Linked DNA regions of Sus scrofa: region 2 is linked to region 1. The links are chromatin contacts, called in public HiChIP or PLAC-seq maps. All regions are on one chromosome and are shown on one strand. The core of a region is the stretch at or near the end of the contact, and the rest is flanking DNA. Distances in the headings are between cores, read along the strand shown. Region 1 overlaps PHACTR4 (phosphatase and actin regulator 4). Region 2 overlaps PHACTR4 (phosphatase and actin regulator 4).

What was found. HiChIP or PLAC-seq counts read pairs in DNA pulled down with a chosen protein or histone mark.
Region 2: a contact with region 1 is called in an H3K27ac HiChIP or PLAC-seq map of alveolar macrophages, with 3 times the contacts expected there. The contact joins two enhancer-like sites. A contact is called at or near these places in 7 of 47 Hi-C or Micro-C datasets (embryonic fibroblasts, epiblast stem cells, fetal skeletal muscle and 2 more) and 1 of 2 datasets of contacts at active chromatin or transcription factors (alveolar macrophages).

Annotation. Positions count from the first base shown.
Region 1 is chr6:85,457,484-85,463,521 of Sscrofa11.1, forward strand. All of the region lies in intron 2 of PHACTR4 (phosphatase and actin regulator 4), which reads left to right. Among named protein-coding and RNA genes, the nearest start is that of PHACTR4, 49 kb to the left of the region's middle. Within about 2 kb of position 2,863, at least 1 of the 83 cell types and tissues checked has an H3K27ac peak or open chromatin away from gene starts, as enhancers often do. A contact at or near this core is called in alveolar macrophages, where this site is marked.
Region 2 is chr6:85,526,808-85,532,959 of Sscrofa11.1, forward strand. PHACTR4 (phosphatase and actin regulator 4) reads left to right here. Exons shown (of 16, transcript XM_021095668.1): 16 at 258-2,634. The coding sequence ends at 273. Among named protein-coding and RNA genes, the nearest start is that of RCC1, 11 kb to the right of the region's middle. Within about 2 kb of position 4,009, at least 13 of the 83 cell types and tissues checked have an H3K27ac peak or open chromatin away from gene starts, as enhancers often do. A contact at or near this core is called in alveolar macrophages, where this site is marked.

The sequences.
Region 1 (6,038 bases), core at 1,613-4,112:
CGAGCCGCGTCTGCAACCTACACCACAGCTCACGGCAACGCCGGATCGTTAACCCACTGAGCAAGGGCAGGGACTGAACCCGCAACCTCATGGTTCCTAGTCGGATTCGTTAACCACTACGCCAGGACGGGAACTCCGGAACTTGTAATTCTTAAGGGCATTATTTATGAACAATTTGGTAAATTGATCCAATGTAGTTGCCTAGTGACAAATCCTAAAGAACATGTCTGTATGATAAACTAGCATAACATATGACAACTCCAAAAGCTTTTATGGGAAGCATTTTTTTCCCTCTGAGTGACCTCCTTACCTCACTTAACTTAAGCATAATAACTTAAATTTAATCTAATTAGTTAAACTTATTTAACTTAAATTTCAATATTATAATGTAAATTTACTAGAGAATACCAAAGGGAAGTTGCTATGGAAATTATAGTTGGCTAGTAATCAATTGAAATATAAAGTGAAATGTACTTTTGATCGCTAATATGAGAAAAGATTTGTCTTTTGTGCTAGTGAGAGGATTTATTAAAACTAATAATTTTTACAGCTTTATTAAGGATATTCTTAAATTAAAACAGGCATTGTTTGTTGTTTGTTTGGTTCTGGCCATTCCCATGGTGTTTGGAAGTTCCCAGGCGAGGGATCGAACTCATGCCACTGCAATAACCAGAGCCACAGAAGTGACCACACTCAATCCTTAACCCACTGACCACTAGGAACTCTCTAAAACTGGCATTGTTTTCAACCGCAGTTATGTAGTGGTGAAGATTATGTATCCTGCAGTTTGGTGCCACTGCCTCGATTTGTGTAATGGTACCAGCAATATTGCTCACCATTGCTTTTGTACCCTCAGTACAAGTGATGACTTAGTGAAAAAGGTAACTAATTCTTTAGTATTATTAAGTATGTAGTCATACCTTGTGGACTCCTGAAAGGATCTTGGGGATCCTCAGGGATCAATGGACCATACTTGTTTCAGTTTTCCAATGTGCACAGAGGCTTTTCTGTGGAAGTCATGGACAGAGTCAAGACTTCTTGGGCAGAGCCGTAGTGTGGGCTAGGGCGTAGTCACTTGACAGAAGTACAGTCAGGGAGTGAGCAGCTTTGTGGTTTCTCCTAAGTTGACCATGACCTACCTGCAGCTTTCAGCAGTAGGTTAAAGAACACTTCTGTGTGGTGAAATCAGCATTTTTAGCTCTTTAGGCAGCTCAGTATTTTGAAAAGAAATTCATTAGCATTTAGTTAGGACAAGCTCTGAAGCCCATGCTCACCTGGGCATTGTGTTCTTATCTTTAAGAAGAAAATACATGGCAGCAAAGGTCATGGTAATGACAGCCTTGAGTATGTCTCTTGAGTCACACTGCTCCAATCTGGACAAGTGTCCCCTTGTGTGTAGTACACAGCTGTCTTCCTGGGGTCCTTATTTATCTGGAAACTCTGCTCCTCTCCTGTGTTGGCTTTTTTATTTCTTAAATCCCATGTCTTCTTCTTTCTTGATTATCAATAGAGTCTTAATAATGGGTCTCCTGAACTAGTTATCTGATTTTCATCTCCTTTTTTTTTTTCTTATCTCTGCTTCTTGAACAGTTTGGGGGTTTTTTTTTTTTTTTTTTTTTTTTTTTTTTTTTTTAGGACCGCACCTGTGGCATATGGAGGTTCCCAGGCTAGGGGTCTAATCAGAGCTGCAGCCATTGGCCTACGCCAGAGCCATAGCAACACAGAATCCGAGCCACGTTTGCAACCTACACCACAGCTCGTGGTAATACCAGATCCTTAACCCACTGGGCAAGGCCAGGGATCAAACCCACCACCTCATGGTTCCTAGTCGGGTTTGTTAACCACTGAGCCACGACGGGAACTCCATGGTTTCTTCATCTTTATATTCTATTAAAATTTTATTTTCCACTGTTAGGTTTTTAATTTCTAGAAGTCTTTTTTATTCTCTGACTATTTCTTTCATAATATCCTTTTATTATTTGAACAGATTAACTTTGCCCTGCATAGATTATTTTCCCCAAAGTTGCTTTCCTTTGTTTGTTTTGATCTTTTATGTTAGCGTTTTCCTCTGAAGTCTGTGATAATTAGCTGTCTGCTTGTGATTAAGAGTGGGAAGCTTTAAATTAGAAGCTTTATTAAATGCATAGGCTGGTTGCCTTTGGGCCTTACTATAGTATGAGTTTCTTTTCCCTATTGTTAGGGAATATCTCTGTTATTAGTACCAAGGTTCAAGGGGTAGAATCTTCTGATCACTGTATGTTGGGAGTGATGAAGACTGGGTGGGTTCAGTATTCATTATGTTCACTCAGTTCCCCTCAGTTTTTCATGCTATACTCCCACCATCAACTGTCTTTTGGTCTCCCAGTCCAGAAACCATTTATTTTATCCTTTCCAAAAAACAGACCTCCAGAATTCTGTCAGGATTGGTGTGGGACAGGCATTCAAGGTCATGGAGTGGGAAAGGTGATAAAGGAATCAAACAGCTTTTACCCTGATTCTCTTTGTTTTATTCCTTTTCCTTTCAAAGGAACCTGGTAGAACATAATGAAACTATTCTGTATTAGTATATCCTACTAGGGTTTTTTGTTTTTTGGGTGTTTTTATTTTTATTTATTTATTTATTTATTTTTGAGTAATGGCTACACTTTACGTAAGTGTTAGAGGAAGGAAGGGTCCAGAGAAAATATGTGTACAGTTTACGTACTGTGATGCTTCATGCCCCCACTGCTTTTAAAAATGGCTTATTCCTGGAGTTCCTTGGTGGCTCAGCAGGTTAAGGATCTGGCATTGTCAGTGCTGTGGCACGGGTTCCCTGACCCAGGAGCTTCTGTGTGCCATGGGTGATGCCAAAAAAAAAGTCTCATTCCTGCTTCTGCTTTCTTTCTTCCTCCCTTCTCAAATGTTTATGAGTTAACAGCCATTCTCACTATAGCATGCCTTGGAAGAGGGACTGAAATCCTGGCATATGAAACTTCTTCTGAAAGGTTTCTTTTGGGGCAGCAGAGGATATATATAAACTAAGTTGCCTTCTCAAAATGTTTTAAATTTTCTGACAACTTCATTAAGTTTCTATATAACTTCCTTCAACAGAAGTGAGCACAATATGTTGAAAAAATTTTGGTGTGTGTTTGATTAAATAATTAATGAGATAGACTGTTGGTGTGAAGCCTGAATTTAAGCTAGCTACAAAGGCTTTATTCATATACATGGTATTCTGGGAACAGATTGAACAGATTTACAAGGTAGTACCTCCTTTAGATTAGAATTTGTATCACAGGAAATATGAGAAGTAGTTTGTTGAAGTAGAAAACAGACGTCACATCCTAAACAAATAAAGTCAATTATTTTCTTCCTATTCTGTACCTGAACTTATAATTTATTATTATGTTTTAGAGAGGGTTTTCCTAACCATTCAAGGCCATTTGTTAAGAATCCATGCTCAAGATTAATGCACCTTCAAAGTTCCTGAGAACAATTTTTGTGATGTTTTCATGTTGTTACCTCTTGAAGCTCAAAATGGGCTAATAATGCAGTCCTTCCCTCCCTCCTCTTTAAGAATGAAGGGCAAAACATGAACTTAATTAGTTTTCACATTTTTAAGGTGTAGGAGATAAATTCCTCTGGAATTAAATAATGCTAGAAATAATGTCCTGTTCTTTTCCTATGGCATTAAGGAGACATTTAATACAGCATTACTGTATGTACATATACACACACGTACATATAAAATGTCTTGTGTCATCGTATTTCCTGATAAGAGTATAAGATCATGGAAGGCAAGATCCTTTTACTGTTATACCCCATTGCTTGGAAGTTCCTGCTGTGGTGCAGTGGATTAAGAATCTGACTATAGGAGTTCCCATTGTGCTCAGCAGAAACAAATCTGACAAGCATCCATGAGGACACAGGTTCAATTCTGGCCTCACTCGGTGGGTTAGGGATCTGGCATTCCATGAGCTATGGTACAGGTCGCAGATGAAGCTCAGATCCTGCGTTGCTGTGGCTGTGGTGTAGCCTGGCACCTACAGCTCTGATTCAGCCCCTAGCCTGGGAACCTCCATATGCCACAGGTATGGCCCTTAAAAATGACCAAAAAAAAAAAAAAAAAAAAAAAAAAAAAAAGAATCTGACTGCAATGGCTGGGGTCGCTGCAAATGCATGGGTTTGATCCCTGGCATGGCAGAGTGGGTTAAAGGATCCAGTGTTGCCACGGCTGAAGCTTGGATTGAATTCCTGGCTAGAACTTCCATATGCAGGTCATTAAGGGGAAAAAAAAGAACTATTGCTCAATAGTCAGTGATATTTATATATATTCCTTAGAGTGGTTTTAAATTTTCCTCTAAGATAGAATTAACAATCTTAAGGGAAGTAGAGTGCATTGAATACCAGTTTCTATGAACCTTAATAATACAGATGTCCTATAATTATTTTTTCTGTCAACAGAAAAAGATGAGCCATTGTAGTAATGAAAGCCTGAAAAGTAGTAATACTGGCATTCTGTACTATCTCCCATGTCCTCTTTTCATCACTTCTAACTGCTACTTAGTCCCTAGAAAGTCACAGCAAGCGAGGGCTAAATGTGTAGATGGTTTTCCATCTGAATTTATTTCTGTATATATATGCATATTGATATTGAGCCCTTATCAATGTGTCATGGAAACTACATAGGCAATGATTATAAGAATGAAAATTAAAAGGATGAGGATGGGTGGCTTACACTTATCATTTTGTATCTCCCTATGTGGTTTGTATTTTCTTTTTTTTTTTTTTTTTTTTTTTTGTCTTTTTTGTCTTTTTTGTTGTTGTTGTTGTTGCTATTTCTTGGGCCGCTCCCGCGGCATATGGAGGTTCCCAGGCTAGGGGTTGAATCAGAGCTGTAGCCACCGGCCTACGCCAGAGCCACAGCAACGCAGGATCCGAGCCGCGTCTGCAACTTACACCACAGCTCACGGCAACGCCGGATCGTTAACCCACTGAGCAAGGGCAGGGACCGAACCCACAACCTCATGGTTCCTAGTCGGATTCGTTAACCACTGCGCCACGACGGGAACTCCGTTTGTATTTTCTAACTATGTATATGTATTTTCTTTTTTAAAATGTCAAAAAAGAGATTTTAGGGTTAAGGGCACTTTAGTTCCTTCTTTATATTTTGCAGTGTTAAAAAATAAAATATAGGAGTTCCCGTCGTGGCTCAGCGGTTAGCGAACCTGACTAGTATCCATGAGGACGTGAGTTGGATCCCTGGCCTTATTTATTGGGTTGAGGATCTGGCGTTGCCATGAGCTGTGGTGTAGGCCAGCGGTTACAGCCCCGATTGAACCCCTATCCTGGGAACCTCCATATGCCGCAAGTGTGGCCCTGAAAAACCAAAAAGTTAATTAATTAATTAAATATATAAAATAATTTTTTAAAGGAGTTAAAAGAGAATAAAGGCATTGTTAAAGGGAACTAAAGACTGTCATGGTCATTCTACATTCACAGCCTACCTGCTGTATCTAAAATAACCATAGGAGTTCCCATCATGTCTCAGCAGAAATGAATCCGACTAGTATCCATGAGGATGCTGGTTAAATCCCTGGCCTTGCTCAATGGGTTACAAATCCAGCATTGCTGTGAGCTGTGGTGTAGGTCATAGATTTGGCTTGGATCTGGTGTGTTATGGCTGTGGTGTAGCTATAGCTATGGTGGATCTGGTGGTGGTGTGGCTGTGGTGTAGCTATAGCTATGATTCAGCCCCTAGCCTGGGAACTTCCATGTGCTGATGGCACCGCCCTAAAAAGCAAAAAACAAAACAAAAAACAAAAAACAAAAACCCACTTTGCACTTTATGTGTTCTGTTCTCTTCCTTCCTTCCTTCCTTCCTTCCTTCCTTCCTTCCTTCCTTCTCTCTCTCTCTCTCTCTCTCTCTTTCTTTCTTTCTTTCATTGTCTTTTTAGGGCCCCTCCTGCGGTACATGGATGTTCCCAGGCTAGGGGTCTGATCGGAGCTGTAGCTGCCAGCCACAACCACAGCAATGTGGGATCCGAGCTGTGTCTGTG
Region 2 (6,152 bases), core at 2,759-5,258, 70 kb after region 1:
TGGGCCCCCATGACCCTCTGAGCAGTCGAAAATCCACATGTAATTTACAGCCAGCCCTCCATATATGTGGCTCCTCCATATCCATTGTTCTGTTTCCTATGCATCCTATTCCATCATGTAGTTCTGTGGCATTTACTATTGAAAAAACTCTGTGTGAAAGTGGACTCAAGTGGTTCTAATCCTCGTTGTTCAAGGGTCAACTGTAAGAGCAAAGCAACCTACAGTATTTGTAACTTGGCTCTTTTTGATTGTTTTAGCTACCACCGTCCGTGATGCCGAAGTTTGAGAGATGATCTAAACAACCCCCCAAAAGAGGGCTGCTTTGCTGCTTCAGTCTGCAGAGTGACATGGAGGGTACTTCAGCACTTCCCAGCGCAGCCAGCACTGAGTCCTCTGGGATGTAATTCTGGGGTGAACAGCACTTCTATGAATGTAGCATTTCACTGGAATGGATTCTCATGTGCTGCCTTGGGCAAAACTTTGTCAGTGCTTTTGAACCTTTTAATATTGCCGTATATTTGAGGGGTCTTCCCTCACCAGCCACCAAGGTTCCAAGTTTTATTGGCTGCTCCTTGCCCTCCCCGCAAGATGACTGCCTGTGCTGAGGCACAGTTGGCACCATTATTAGCCTTACCTGCCCTGTCCAAGTGGTGAGACCCACCCAGTGTGGGCGCCAAATTCCAGCCATCAAATCCAGTTGGTGACAGGGAAGCCCTTCTGAGGCCCCACCTCCAGGGGAAGCCTGCTACTGCACTGGCATGTCAGTTGAAAGCATTGCACTATACCTCTTGTAACACAGCAAAATAGTCCTTCAGGCGGCCCAGCCCAGGAGGAGCTCAGGATGTGACATGTTCTTCCTTTTGACACAAGTCATTCTGATTTTTTTTTTTTTTTTTTTTAAGAAATCTTGAAGAGATGATGGAAACTTATGTTTTTCCTATCTCTTAAACAGTCTGAGCTGCAACCACATTCCAAGTTGGAAAATGAAAACGCATATGTTTTCTATATATAAAAACAAAATCCAAAAAGGCCTTTATGTTAAGGCCAACTTGACAGAAAACTGACTCATCATGGCTTAAATTTTATAGGCTGTTGTACCAAGTGATACTCTAAATCATTCTAACCATGAGATATATTCTCCCCCATAAAGCAGAGTTGCAACAACTCTGTGGGAGCACTTGTGTCTGGCTGTCAGCCCCCACACTTTCAGCCAGAATCACAGTGAGGTCCCGGGAGTGTGGGGTGTTAGACAGGAGAAGGTCTTTGGAGAAGCAGTTAGGAGGGGCAAGATCATGACCCACTGTTCCTCTCTCTTCCTCAGTACTGTCTGCCCTCCTGCTGCACTCTCCCTCTTAACTCCCAACACTGATCGTCCTGCTGATCCTCTCTGGCAGCTTCCACCTTATTCACCCCTCCTCTTCCAAGCTGTAGCTAGTGTAGCTGGTGCCTGGGCACTGGCTCAGCCCCTACCCCTTTTTGTATTTGTAATGTGTATTAATATGATTTCCTAAAACAGAAGATTTAGTTGCTTTCTTTGAATTATTATTGAAAACCATACAGCCTTACTATTTCCCTCTCATTCCTATCCACCCTAAGTGGAAGGGAAAAAACAGTTTCTTAACTGATGAATGTGACTTTTTCCCTTTAATGTTCAGAAAATTGTGGCTATTTTACAGATTTCTTTTGATTTCTTCTGTAGTCCCTCTTGTTCTAGATGTCATCTTTCAGTAGGTATTTCTCTTTCTTCCTTTGACGTCCGTGTAAGATTTGCTGAAGAATCAGAATATTAGTTCAAAACAAAAAAGCTGGAGTTCACGCTGTGATGGTGGGTTAATGGTCTGGCATTGTCTCTGTGACAGTGCAGGTTTGATCCCCGCCTGGGAATTTCCATGTGTCGGGGTGTGGCTGGAAAAGAAAAACAAAACAAAACAAAAAAAAACCTAAAGTGACCTTAAAGGTAGTATCTTCTCTCCGAATGGGGAATTGGGAAGTATTTAGAAGTCTCAGTAATTCTCAAGTGCTTTATGGCTATGGAGCTACATGGGACCCACATCTCCTGGAAGCTCATTAACACTTGGCATGACAGAGGGAAGAGAAGGGACAGTTCTGCAAAGTTGCTAGCCTTCTAAGGCGGCCACATAGAAGTGCTAACTTGACTTCTGCTAACCTTTCTGTCTTGCTGGTTTGGAGACAACTTGGCTTATGCTAGCATCCTCTGTGGTTTCAGATGACAATTTCAAAGCCGCCTTTCACTGCCTTTCTTTCCCTTAATGTGCCAAGCTCGAAACAGGATTTGATTTCTTGAGCTAAGTGTGTGCTTTCTATGTGCCACCGAGGAATTTAGTTCGTCTTTCATCTCATTCATGTTCTTTTGAAACAAGATACTTTGGGGTCAAATCTTTTCAGGTGTTTATATATATATATATATATATATATAAAGTAGATTTTGTGTCTTTCCATGTAAGTAACAATTCACAATCATAATGTAAAGAAGAAATAAAAGCCTGGTGTATTGTACTTCAAAATGCTTCCCTGATGTACAGAATCTCCTTGTAAAATAAATAATTGCATTGTATATCAGTCTTCCTATCAATATTAATTAATGTATTTTAGAATTAAAAAAAACCTACACTATTCTGGTGTAAAGTGTTTATTTTTTACGTTCTACCTTATTCCAAAAGATTTAAAGTAGCTTAGGGAGTTCCCATTGTGGCACATTGGAAATCCGACCAGTATCCATAAGGATGGGGGTTTGATCCCTGGCCTCACTCAGTGGGTGGGGGATCTGGCATTGCCATGAGCTGTCATGTAGGTTGTAGATGTGGCTCAGATCCCACATTGCTGTGGCTGTGGTATAGGCCGGCTGCTGTAGCTCTGATTCAATCCCTAGCCTGGGAACCTCCATATGCTGTGGGTGTGTCCCTAAAAAGAAAAAATATTTAGCTTAAAAATGTATTGCTAGACATCCTAAATGAGTAGATGAACGGGGAAATATCATAGTACAAACATGAAATGTAGCCAGAGATGAAAGTCAGTGATGCCTGACCTTCTGTACACACATGTGGAAAAAGGATAAGCTGCAGAATGTGTTTGAGGCCCTGTTTATGCCAGGTTCACGTTCCCTGGCCACCAGAAGGTCCACATCTCCAAGAAGTGGGGATATACCTCATGTTTAATGCAGATAACTTTGAAAACATGTTGGCAGAAAAGCAGCTCATCCTAGATGGCTGTGGGGTCAGATACAGCCCTAATCTCAGCCCCCTGGACAAATGGTGGGCTCTGCACTTACGGGAGCCTTGGTGCGGTCCCCTCCTTATGCCTGACAATAAATCCTACTTTGCTGTCAGGAAAAAATCAGCTGCGGAGAGGAAAGCCAACTATGAACTCCACACTATGTAGGAGGTACAGCTCAGGTTTTATTAATCCCACCTAGTCCGGAAGGTAAGTGAATATATACTCATTTTACCAGTGAAGAACTTGACAGCTGAAGTTGCCTCCCCAAAGTCAAAAAGCAAAGTATGTAATCACCCGTTAACTATTTCAAGGACAAGCAGTCGCATCCCAATCATTTGTCCCTACAAGGACATTTTGCATATGGATCACATATAATTAGACCTCAGGAGAGCTTCCCTTGTGGTTCAGCAGTAACAAACTTGACTAGGATCAATGACAAGGGTTCGACTCCTGGCCTCATTCAACGGGTTAAAGATCCGGCATTGCTGTGAGCTAATGTTGTAGGTCAAAGACACAGCTCGGTTCTGCCGTCGCTGTGGCTGTGGCATAGGCCGGCAGCAGCTCCAATTTGACCCTTAGCCTAGGAATCTCCATATGCTGCGGGTGCGGCCCTAAAAAAAGAAATCAGACCTCAGGCTGACAAGGAGTTTGTAGCTCATGTACTCCTCTCTGGCAAGCAGCCCAGTTTCAATTTGGTGGCCCCACCAATGACTCACTTTCTACTTGTCACTTCAGAGACTGGCCTTGATTAGCGTACCACCCTTTACCAAAGATTAAAAGAAACCATGAGTCAGACTGCTCATGTCATTGGCCTCCATCTGTTCCCTTATTCTCCTTCTACTGGCCCTCCAAAGAGGCTTCATACTGCCATTACCTTTTGAGGTCACACACCATCTCTAGAAGTGTGCTTTGAAGGTACACGTTGCCCAGTGTTTGCTGAAACAGAGAATGAACTGAGGGTCTTACGAATTTTAATTAATCTTCCTATCCCAGGAGAAGGAGGACTGCAATCGCAGAGGGAGAGGTTTAAAAAACAACTAGCAGGAAGGGCAAGTTCATAGCAGGGGATGGGCTAGGCAGTGAACTTTTAAAAAAATGAGAATCTGGAGTTCTCATCATGGCTCAGTGGAAACAAATCTGACTAGTATCCATGAAGACACAAGTTCGATCTCTGGCCTCGCTCAATGGGTTCTGGAGTTGCTGTAGCTGTGGCATAGACCAGAGGCTACAGCTCCAGTTTGACCCCTAGCCTGGGAACCTCCACATGCCATGAGTACAGCCCTGAAAAGACCAAATAAATAAGAATCCACAACAAAGGAAAGCCAGGCCCTGAAAGGAAAACACTTTGCCATACAGAATATTAAAAAGATGGGGAGTTCCGATTGTGGCTCAGTGGTTAACGAATCTGACTAGGAACCATGAGGTTGGGGGTTCCATCCCTGGCCTTGCTCAGTGGGTTGAGGATCCAGCATTGCCGTGAGCTGTGGTGTTAGGTCACAGACATGGCTCGGATCTTGTGTTGCTGTGGCTGTGGTATAGGTCAGTGGCTAAAGCTCCGATTAGACCCCTATCCTGGGAACCTCCATATGCCTCGAGTGCAGCCCTAAAAAGACAAAAAAAAAAAAAAAAAGATGTTCAAAAAACAAGAATTAGTAAAATTAATGATTTTTACTTCATCGAGGACATTCTTAGGTGAAAGACTTTTTTTCATAGTAAATTTGTTTTGATAATGAATACAATGAGCAGTTCTCCCCGTGGTGCAGTGGGTTAACAATCCATCTACAGGAGTTCCCACTGTGACAAAGTGGAACCAAATACCACTAGTATCCATGATACTAGTGTTTTCAACTGTCTGTTATGTTGCCTCTATCTGGTACGGGGTCCGCCAACCATAGTATTCTGTTGTAATCATACTATTTAGATCTCTAGCCTCACTCAGCGGGATGGGGTTCTGGCCTTGCCTCAAGCTGTGGTATGGGTCGCAGACTCGGCTCAGATCCTGTGTTGCTGTGGCTGTGGCATAGGCCAGCAGCTATGCCTGCAATTCGTCCCCTCACTGGGAACCTCCATATGCAGCAGATGCAGCCCTAAAACAAACAAAAAAATCTAAAGCAGCCACAGAGGCTTGGGTTCGATCCCAGCAATTTCAGCTTGGATTCAATCCCTAGTCCAGGAATTTCCATATGCCACTTGCATGGCCATTAAAAAAAGAAAAGAAAAGAAAAAAGAATACAACGACCACCAGTACATTCTGGTGACAGGGCCTTGAAACATACTAAGGCACCAGCGGTTTAACCCATAATTTCCTTTTACATCAGTGCAGAGTCAACATAGTGAAAACATAGAAAAAGTGTATTATTATAAAAGTTTTGACCTCATGAACCCGGCCCCAAAGAATCTCAGGGACCCCTGAGTGCCAACCACACTTTGAGAACTATCACTCTGGGACAGTTTGGCACCTTAAAACCTGGGAAATGATGCTAATATCTTAGAACTTCTGGGTGGGTAAATATATGCAAAGCACCCGGCACAAACTCTTATAAAAGGTACATCATAAATGTTTGTTTTTTTTTTTTTTCATCTTTTTGCCATTTCTTGGGCCGCTTCCGCGGCATATGGAGGTTCCCAGGCTAGGGGTGAATCGGAGCTGTAGCCACCGGCCTACGCTAGAGCCACAACAACGCAAGATCCGAGCCGCGTCTGCAACCTACACCACAGCTCACGGCAACGCCGGATCGGTAACCCACTGAGCAAGGGCAGGGATCGAACCCGCAACCTCATGGTTCCTAGTCGGATTCGTTAACCACTGCGCCACGATGGGAACTCCACATCGTAAATGTTTCTACTCCTTATAGTCCAATTGGGATGGCTCTATGTCAATTTACCCAGCACTTATTCGAAATTTTAACGCATTTGCT